Linked DNA regions of Zea mays: regions 1 and 2 are each linked to region 3. The links are chromatin contacts, called in public Hi-C maps. All regions are on one chromosome and are shown on one strand. Each heading gives the region's core, a stretch centred on a gene start, on an enhancer-like site or on the middle of the called end of the contact. The rest is flanking DNA. Distances are from core to core; before and after follow the strand shown. Region 1 holds the start of LOC103640938 (pre-mRNA-splicing factor CWC22 homolog). Region 2 holds the start of LOC100286168 (stromal 70 kDa heat shock-related protein). Region 3 holds the start of LOC100277980.

Region 1 (3,248 bases), core at 429-2,928, 230 kb after region 3:
ATCTCCCCAAGAGTCTCCCACTTCGGGCAGGACTCCGCCTCGCTTGAGGTTGCCGCCGCACCGACCGTCTCGCCCGAGCCAGCCTCAGACAAATAGGACAGGGGCACCCGAAAATAGGAAGGGGACATGCACATTTAATGCGTGTGCCAACCCATGCTACGACAACAGAGCACAGTGATAGATAAGACGACGATCATGTCTGGCGCCACAACATGATTACGTTTACACTACAGTGTGCGCACGCCGCCTGCCACCCTCCGATGGGACGCCTAATACGACAAGTCGAGTAGACTGGCCTTCGGGCGCAATCTCTCTGCCTCACCCGAAGCAGGATTCAGCCCGCGGGCGCGATCTCTCTGCCTCGTCCGACCTCGGCTCTAGCCTTCGGGTGATTTCTCCGCCTCGACCAACATCAAGTTTGGTCCTCGGGCAAATTCTCCACCTCGCCCGAGCTCGGCCTTGGCCACCTACTACGCCGTGAATCCTGCAGACGGCCACTCCGCCCGACTGTGGTGCACGTCAAGGGACGGCTCGACTAACGCCTCGGGAAGACTTCCGCCTCAACTAACCAGGGGCTCTGATCTCGATAAGCGCAACAGGGAATCTCGACGTCATCCCGTGTCAGGACGCTGACACACCCCGTAAGCAGCCTTTGGCCCATACCCCGGCGCTGTTACAACAACTACGGCATGGGCAACCTCTCCCTCGGGGGCTCGGGCGTACGGACAACCCCTCGGTCTCTGCCTCGGCTCTCTACGGGAAATCAGCAGGCGCGAGTCAGCAGCACAGTGCGTCATCACGTCGGCTTACAGGGCGCCAAGACGTCTCTCCTTCGGATACAACACCAGCTTCACTGTAGACGCTCCCCTTCGTGTATAAATAGGGCAGTGATCCCCCAAGAGGACGATCCATCCACGGGACACGCAGACGAACGCTCACTCCCCCACTTTGTCTTAGATATTAGTATTTGACTCAATCATCTCTATGGACTCGGGACTTCCTCTCTCCCGCCGTGCTTGTAAACCCCCTACTACAAGCACCACAGTGCGAGTAATATAAGCCTCATCCTCCTCTGCTGGAATAGGGCATTGTATTGCCCGAACCAGGATAACTGCTTGTGTCTTCTCGCTCACCATCTAGAGTCGGCTACGCGACACATTTACTAGTTGGTTAAGGACCCGTGGTCCAAACACCGACAAGTTTATTTCGAGAAGCAGCTAAACTGATAAACTGTTGTGTAAGCTACCTGTTTAGCAAAACTTCTGCTTATGGGGTGTTTGAATGCACTAGATCTAATAGTTAGCTGCTAAAATTAACTGAAGACAATGAAACAATCTAGGTATTACTTTAGCTATTAGCTATTTTAGCAAATTATCTAATAGTTAACTAGCTAGCTAATTTAACTAGCAATATTTTAACTAACTAACTATTAGTTGTAGTGCATTTAAATACCTCGTAAATCTATTAAAAACTGAAAATAAGTTGTACCAAATAGGGTTCAGAACTTACTCTAGTGAGCTTTCGATTTTTAACTTCTTGAAGCTTTTTATTTTTAAATGGTTTGAGCTTTCGATTTTTAACTTCTTGAAGCTTTTTATTTTTAAATGGTTCCAAAGCTAAATTATAAAATTTCAAAAAAGCTGAAAGCTTAGATCTGACCCTTACTACTTACTAGGCTACACGGGACCGATCGAATCGATCTCTTGTCGGCTACACAGAACCGATCGAACCGATTTCTATTTTCTTCGTATCCAATTTCCATCCTTTCCCCTCTCGCGGGCTCGCGGCCACGACCCCGCTTCCCTAGAATTATTACCACAAACCACAAAACCCTCGGTCCCGGCTATGGCTAACTCCGTCTCCCCGCCGCGCCGCCGCCGCCACAGCCACCACGATGACGTCTCCCCGCGCCGCCGCAAGCGCCGCGCGTCCCCGTATCCACCTCGCTCGCCTTCCCTCGGCGTCGACGCGGACCGCCGTCGCAGATCTAGGGCTTCGCCGCCCGATTCCGACAGCCGCGGCCGCGGCCGAGACGCCAAGCCCTCTGAGGAGAAGGAGAACGGCCACGCCAAGCCCGGAAGGGATGAAGACGGCGACAACCGATCTCCCCGGCGCGACAGGGTTTCAGACGGGGAGGAAGGTGGCGAACGCCGGAGGATGCGCGATAGGGTTTCCGACGATGAGAAGGAGGAAGGACGTCGTCGCAGGCGGGCTAGGGATCCGGATGATGAGCCGGACGACCGCCGTGGCAAGCGAGACCGGGAGAAAGACAGACGGCGCCACCGGCGCCGGAGCCCTAGCTCGGAGTCAGGGTCCTCGCCCGACGGCCGTCGCCATCGCCGCCGGCGCCGAGACGAGGGTTCGAGGCGGCGGGACGACCGTAGGCGAAGGGAGGACGAGGGAGACGAGCGCCGTAGAAGCCCTGTGAAGGAGCTGACCCCGCCACTGCCTCCCCCACCGCCGCTCCTTCCGGAGATGATCCCTGGGCGCACGGGTGGGATCTACATCCCGCCTTTCCGCATGGCGCAGATGATGCGTGATATGGAGGACAAGTCGAGCCCTGAGTATCAGCGCCTCACCTGGGATGCTCTCAAGAAGAGCATCAATGGGCTGGTGAATAAGGTGAATGCGACCAATATCAAGAATATAGTGCCAGAGCTCTTTGCAGAGAACCTTGTTCGTGGGCGGGGGCTCTTCTGTCAGTCTTGCATCAAGTCACAGATGGCCTCGCCTGGGTTTACTGATGTATTTGCTGCGCTAGTTGCGGTTGTGAATACCAAGTTCCCTGAGATTGGGAAGTTGCTTCTTGTTCGTGTCGTGCTCCAGCTCAAGAGGGCATATAAGCGAAATGACAAGGTGAGCTTGTCTTCATTTTCCTCAGCTCAAGAAGTGTTTTAGTACTTTGTTACTTTTTTATTTAAGAATGACTCATTTAGAATCTACAAACGCCGGGTCTAGTTGCATTCCAAGGTGTTTTCATATAATTAGTTTCACTTATTGTATGGTTGCTTATCTAATCCTTATCAAGATCTTTGCAATTTTTTAAACCATTTACAAAATGGGCTATCCTATTTATGTTAGTCTGGAAAAAATGGCTACTTAAGTCTGCAGCTGAAGGAGAACTATTGGTGCATACACCAATAGATCTGCTGTTCTGCAATTACAAAGGTTTGTAGTTGGCTCATGAAATTCTTTGCACAACACTTCACATTGCTTTCCATTTGTATTTGAACTCATGAACTGGATTA
Region 2 (3,314 bases), core at 516-3,015, 140 kb before region 3:
CTCAACGGCTCCGAGCTGCCTTGGGGCTATAAAAGGGACCCCTAGGCGCATGGAGGAGTACACCAAGCATTTTCTAAGCATTCCTAAGCACTAAGACATCGATTCCGCGCTTTTGATTCCTTGCAATAGCAATTAGAGCTCGGGTTGAGTTGTGAACTCATTGAGTTGTGTTGTGAGCTCTTGTTGCGACTTGTGTGCGTGGTGTTGCTGTGATTTCTTGTCTTGAGTGTGTTGCTCATCCCTCCCTTACTCCGTGCTTCTTTGTGATCATTAAAGTGTAAGGGCGAGAGGCTCCAAGTTGTGGAGATTCCTCGCAAACGGGATATAGAAAAGCAAAGCAAAACACCGTGGTATTCAAGTGGGTCTTTGGACCGCTTGAGAGGGGTTGAGTGCAACCCTCGTCCGTTGGGACGCCACAACGTGGAGTAGGCAAGCGTTGGTCTTGGCCGAACCACGGGATAAACCACTGTGCCATCTCTGTGATTGATCTCTTGTGGTTATTGTGTTTTGTTGAGACTCCTCTCTAGCCACTTGGCATTACTGTGCTAACGCTTAACCAAGTTTTTGTGGCATTAAGTTCAAGTTTTACAGGATCACCTATTCACCCCCCTCTAGGTGCTCTCACTTCGGTGACTTACCTGATGGAGCACTAGAGCAATCTAACGAGCTCAAAGCGATTTTGTGTAAAAACACCCTCTTTGCACCCACTCTTCGTTGCGCCGCATGATAGTCATGGTGCACACTTTTGAAACATGGTACCAACTCTCATGTACTATCTTGAACCTCTGATGCATACACTCAATATAATTATATAGTTTTGTGTCTAGAACAACTAGGGTTAGGTAGTGTCCCATATCTTTGACGCTTTATAAAATAATGCAAATGACACCTCCTGAATCTATTTTTTAAAACATCATAACTCTAATTGGTCTCCTATAAGATGATCACCACCTTTAGTATTTAGTCAACACAATGCAAATGACACCTCTTAACATCTTTTTAAACATCCTAACTCTTATTGATCTCCTATAAGATGATCACCACATTTAGTCTTTAGTTAGCACTTTTTTATCTCCGACGTGAGACATTTACCCGTGATAAGGAGTGTTTGCAAGCTTAGCCATGAACGAAATATTTTTTTGTTAGAGTTAGACAAAACAACATCATAGTACACAATTTTTTTTTTCAAAAAATCAGAGATGTATTTCATTATGTACTATACTAATATACCAATTTTCAAGTTCTAATTATTCTACAATAAGAGATGTAAATAATTTTCTATTATTTTTGAACCCTTCACATTGGATAGAATTTTTCTCCTTTTATATATCTTAAAATAGAATAGAATAAAACTTAAAATTTAATGTAGCAATAAAGTAAATAATGAATTATATTTATAGTATTTATTCTTAACCTCATGCAAAAAAACATTAAAAGTAGCATCACAATCGCATAATGCTTCGCAGGACACTCATTTGATCCCTCGCTCCCGTGCACAGCCACAGTGTTCGTCCAAAAACCGGCGACGCCGGCCCAAGAAGCACATGAAGCGGTCATTATGTCGCGCTGCTCGCTCACAAGTCAAGCCAACCCCCGTAAGCCGCAACTGCGAAGTGCAAACCTCACGCGGTCTCCACTGCCGCCGGCGCCGCCGGGTCGCGGCCGCGACCGCGACCCGCACGCCAACCACTTAGCTGCGAGCCCCACGCGTCAGCGTCTGGCGACTATAAACTTTCCTCCCTTCGCAGTTCTCACCATCCTCCCCGTCCTATCCTCTCCCTCGCCATCATCGTCTCCGCCTCCGCCGCTCCCCCTCGGTCCCCTCCCCACCTCCCGTTCTCTCCCTCCTTGGATAGGGTTAGAGACTGAGCTCCCCCGCACGCGCGCGAGCCATGGTCTCCTTCACCTGTTCCCAGGTCGGCGCGACGGCAGCGGGCGGAGCCTCGCCCTTCCTCGGCTACCGGTGGCGGAGCGGCCCCGGGGGAGCCACCCCGTCGAGCTCCCTCTTCGTTGGCCGGCGGCTGGCAGCGGTGCAGATGCGCGCGCCATCTCGCGGGGCCCGCGGGGGCTCCGCGCTGCGGGTCACGTGCGAGAAGGTGGTGGGGATCGACCTGGGCACCACCAACTCCGCGGTCGCCGCCATGGAGGGCGGCAAGCCGACCGTCGTCACCAACGCCGAGGGCGCGCGCACCACGCCTTCCGTGGTGGCGTACACCAAGACCGGGGAGCGCCTGGTGGGGCAGATTGCTAAGCGCCAGGCGGTCGTGAACCCCGAGAACACCTTCTTCTCTGTCAAGCGCTTCATCGGCCGCAAGATGGCTGAGGTCGACGACGAGGCCAAGCAGGTCTCGTACGGCGTTGTCAAGGACGAGAACGGCAACGTCAAGCTCGACTGCCCCGCTATCGGCAAACAGTTCGCTGCCGAGGAGATCTCCGCGCAGGTAACTTGTTATGTTAGAATGGCAGACCAAATGCCCTCAGCTGGCTCCAGTGGTCGGTGACTGGTGGTGCCATCCGTAAGGATGGCAAAAATAAACAAATATCCGGTGGATATGCATTTTACTCTACGTTTTTTCATGGGACAACCTGTATAGAAATCCGAGTTTTGAGGATATGGGTAAATGCCACTCTTGTTGCCATTCTATTGTCTATATTGAAAACCTATGAGTTCTACTAGAGAATAGCTCCTGGTCCTGGCAAATCACTTGTTAAGGTATACTGGATTGAATGTTGTTTGTAATGCAACTGGTACATTGCGTTTGAGGTAAAAAGGTATATTTTGCCACATAAAGATGAACGGATGTAAAGGAAGCTGCTTTTATGTTACTAGGCAACCAGCCTGTGTTAGAATCTTTGGTAATGCTACGGGGTTCTGATTCTTTGGAGAGTCAGTGCCAGTTTCGAATGCTGGGTTTTTTTCCAGAATGCTGCACATGTAAAATTCTGGGCGGACCAAGCTGGGTTTATGCATTTTGATTTCAGCCTGAAAACAAGTAGCATTCTGATATGATTTCTATCAACATTGGGGTTTGCTTGAATTTCTTTTTCTTCAGTTAAGCAGTTGGTCATTTGTGTTCTGCATGCACTTATGTCCTCGGGGACTGAGTTTTTGAGTATATATAAAATATGTATGTTATCATCTGTATAAAACTACTTTTGAGTTGCTACTAGCTACCAGACCAATAGATGTGATATACTTACCATTTTACTTCCATAGTAAGTTGTACATTTAACTTATCCTGTTTTATTATCCGAACAGGTTTTGAGGAAGTTGGTGGATGATGCATCTAAGTTTCTTAATGAGAAAATCACAA
Region 3 (3,237 bases), core at 186-2,685:
GAACCAACACATCCACACATATGCTTAGTCGTTGTTCTCAGTAGGAAAAAATGAAGATGGCACCTACAAAGAAACAACGGAATACGCACCTCCCGTTGTCCTCGCGATGGGTGATAGCATCGTCTATGGCGCCCCTTTTCCACTCTCTAATAGTAATCACTGTGTACTGGCGAATATGGAAGGAGCGTGGTGTGGGGGAGAGGATGGAAGGGCATCGGAACGCAAAGCGCTTGGGGCGCGAAATCGGGGGCATCTCCTGTGGAAGGCGAGACCGGCACGTTGGCGAGGAAGGAAGGTAGATCCCGACGCGGGGCGGGGGGTTGGTTTTCATTGATTGGCTGTCGTCTCAACCGATCTTGATTTCACTGATCGAGTCGAGGATGGAAGGGAGAACGACGAGTGGGTAAAGATGGAAGGGGCTAGCTGCTCGAGGGTAAAGATGGAAGGTGGCACTGGCTGTACTGGACGGATGAGGCTGGCTGGTGTTGGGCGACATCCGTGGGAGAGAGACGTGGGCACGTCGGGCGCGGTGGCGGGTACTGCGGGCGCGGCGACATTCGTGGGAGCACGTGCAACGCGGGCGGGGCGCGTGGGCAAGAGCAGAGCTATGGACGCTGACTTTACGCTCTTAATAGAGTGTGAACATATTCGTTTTATCACGTTCTAAGTGCTGATGGTTGGTCGCAACGACTTCAATATCCTCTGCATCGACATCTTGGATGCCTTGAGCTTGAGGACCCGGCGCTACTCTGAAATCCAGCGGACTGGCACACATGGATCACAAATGCTCGCACGATTCTCTCTCCCTTTTTTTTTTGTTTGCGAAATTTCCCGCGTCTCTGTCTCGCGATCCTATTGACAATTCTGGCACCACTGAAGCGGATCGGAAGAAAGAAATTGCTGCCAAACACTCATTCAGAGAGACGAATCAACGACCAGTACCCCATTACATAGCGAACGTTTCCGATGCGACAGACTGACATGCATGAGGCATGGCATCACATGGTGATCCACATGTTGATTAGTTACAAGCAGGCGGCCAAAGTAAATAAAAAGTATTTTTATCACCATCAAAGGGAGGGGGCGCAGACGACGCAGGCGAGCAGAAGCATGGCGGAGGAGGCGGCGTCGTCCTCCTCGCTGAAGCAGCTGCGCTTGAACCGGCACGCCTTGGCCTTGTTGATCGGCAGCAGCCGACGCAGCACCAGCTCCTGCTGCTGCTGATGATGATGGCGACGATCCCGCCACCGCCCCCCGCTGCTGCCTCCCGCCGCGGCCGGCTGGTCCGCCACCCGGCTCCACCCTTCGCCTGCCCGATCGCCGGCTGCAGCCGGCCGCTGAACCATCTTTTGTTTGCTAGTACGATGGTTCAAGAACTAGCTTATTAGCTTATGAGATGGTGAACGATCCTGGGATGATCGAGTGGAGTGGAGAGACATGGCCATATGGTGAGGCGAGGTCTATCTATTTATAGGCGGCCGGGGTTGGCGTCCGCCGGCCGGCGCGGTCTCGTATGCCATGCCATGTGCTGTGCCGTGGCCCATGCTGCGATTCTTGTTTGGTTCCAAATGAAAAGAAACTCTACACTACGCTACTATAGCCATATGGCAGTGCAATGCATAGACATCTTTAATTCGAATGCATTCGGAAGCCACAGCCGGCATGCATGGTGGGATGGATGGGGTGGCCGATCCCGATCGAGGAGGGCCTGCTACGGGTAGAGTAGAGGAAGCGACGCGCGCATAGGACAGTTTTGATGTGGGTGGGCCTGTGGGCTGTGGCGTGGCAAATGATAAAGCTGGAGGATTTGAAAACCGGCGAGGAGGGAGAGGGGGGGCCAGAGCTGATGGGCATCAGCTGCATATACCGGCAACGGGCATCCTGTTGATGATATTATTATCAGGGCAGAACATGGTAGGGTACACGGAAGGAGGGGCCCATCCCATGGTCCACCGAGATGGTATGGAATGGAGCAACGTCTCCATGTACAGAGAGACGTGTGTTGAAACTGCGACCCCGGGTGTCGAATTCCAACGGAGTCAAAAAGAAAAACTGGAAAATAAATCTTAACATTATGATAACTGAATTGCCATTTCTCTAGTTTTGAAACAAGTTAGATGAGTTTTATTTTTCTAGTTTTAGAGTGTGTTTGGTTCAGCTTCTTCTTAAACCAGATTCTCTGCCGGAAACCTAGGTTTTAACCAAACATAAACCGGTATACAACCGTGAAATAAATTTACGAAGATCTATTGATTCCTCTAGTTCAATTTAGAATCATATTGTACCCTCCAGATTTTCCAGATTTCCGTCATCCATATTACACGCTATCATTCTTTTACGAAATCTATACTTGACAATTGTTTCACTAAATATATTTTACTAGCTGAATGCCCGTGCGTTGCAACGATAATATATAATACGAGTATTCTACGATAACTTATATACAAAATGTGTGTTATACCGTTATGAGAAAATGTTTCATAACCAATTTGTGATTCTGACCATACATAAATTTTGTTATTTATAATCTATCTGTTTCACCACTACATTGCAACTATCAGTATCATGCAGATTTCGATATATGTCACGATTTGCATGGTCTCATCATTATAGAGCACGTTCCACACATACTGGAAGAAATTACATCGTACATCGTTAGTCATCAGACACATACCACCATACGCTTTTGCTTAAATAAAAAGGCAAGTGTGTGTTTGCGAAGAGAATTAAAGGAAAGCCGGCACAAAAGCTACCCCAACGGTGGCGAGGATGACGAACTGGTCATTGTTGTCGGTCCTCCTCTGCGTCACCTCTGGCGCCAAGATGACGCCACAGTCCTCGATATAGTAGTCATCGAACGCACGCGACATACCGAGTACTGATGACTCTTGGCTGGGCTGTAAAACGAAGTGCACCCCGGGCTCATCAGCAAGGTAGTACCCCTGACCGTTGCACCACCGGATGCGCTACTCCTCTACATACATCGTGTTCAAGGACACTCATACAACGTCAGCAACGGCCATCGTCTCAGCGCACAAGAATTCATGGCCAGTCAGTAGCGACTTACGTGGCAGGTTGGGCTTTAGGTGGACGATGAGCTAGACGACGTGATGACGTCGTCGTTGAATGCAGTGCCCAGAACAACCCGAGAGTCACCGATGTTGGCGACGACCATGAGGTCCCCCAGCTTGACGATGGACAGCGCGGAGCAGCCGCTCTGCACCGCGTCCAAGCGGT

The links. A called contact is a pair of places that touch in the nucleus more often than the background predicts.
Region 1: a contact with region 3 is called in a Hi-C map of ear, with 2.8 times the contacts expected there. The contact joins the promoter of LOC103640938 here to the promoter of LOC100277980 in region 3. A contact is called at or near these places in 2 of 25 Hi-C or Micro-C datasets (ear and an unstated tissue).
Region 2: a contact with region 3 is called in a Hi-C map of ear, with 5 times the contacts expected there. The contact joins the promoter of LOC100286168 here to the promoter of LOC100277980 in region 3. A contact is called at or near these places in 2 of 25 Hi-C or Micro-C datasets (ear and leaf).

What each region holds. Positions count from the first base shown.
Region 1 is chr10:22,371,495-22,374,742 of Zm-B73-REFERENCE-NAM-5.0, forward strand. It overlaps LOC103640938 (pre-mRNA-splicing factor CWC22 homolog), which reads left to right and starts at 1,679. Exons shown (of 8, transcript XM_020545568.2): 1 at 1,679-2,856. The coding sequence starts at 1,846.
Region 2 is chr10:22,003,765-22,007,078 of Zm-B73-REFERENCE-NAM-5.0, forward strand. LOC100286168 (stromal 70 kDa heat shock-related protein) reads left to right here and starts at 1,766. Exons shown (of 8, transcript NM_001159056.1): 1 at 1,766-2,441; 2 at 3,260-3,314. The coding sequence starts at 1,893.
Region 3 is chr10:22,141,870-22,145,106 of Zm-B73-REFERENCE-NAM-5.0, forward strand. LOC100277980 reads right to left here and starts at 1,436. Exons shown (of 1, transcript NM_001151408.2): 1 at 890-1,436. The coding sequence starts at 1,346. The coding sequence ends at 1,071.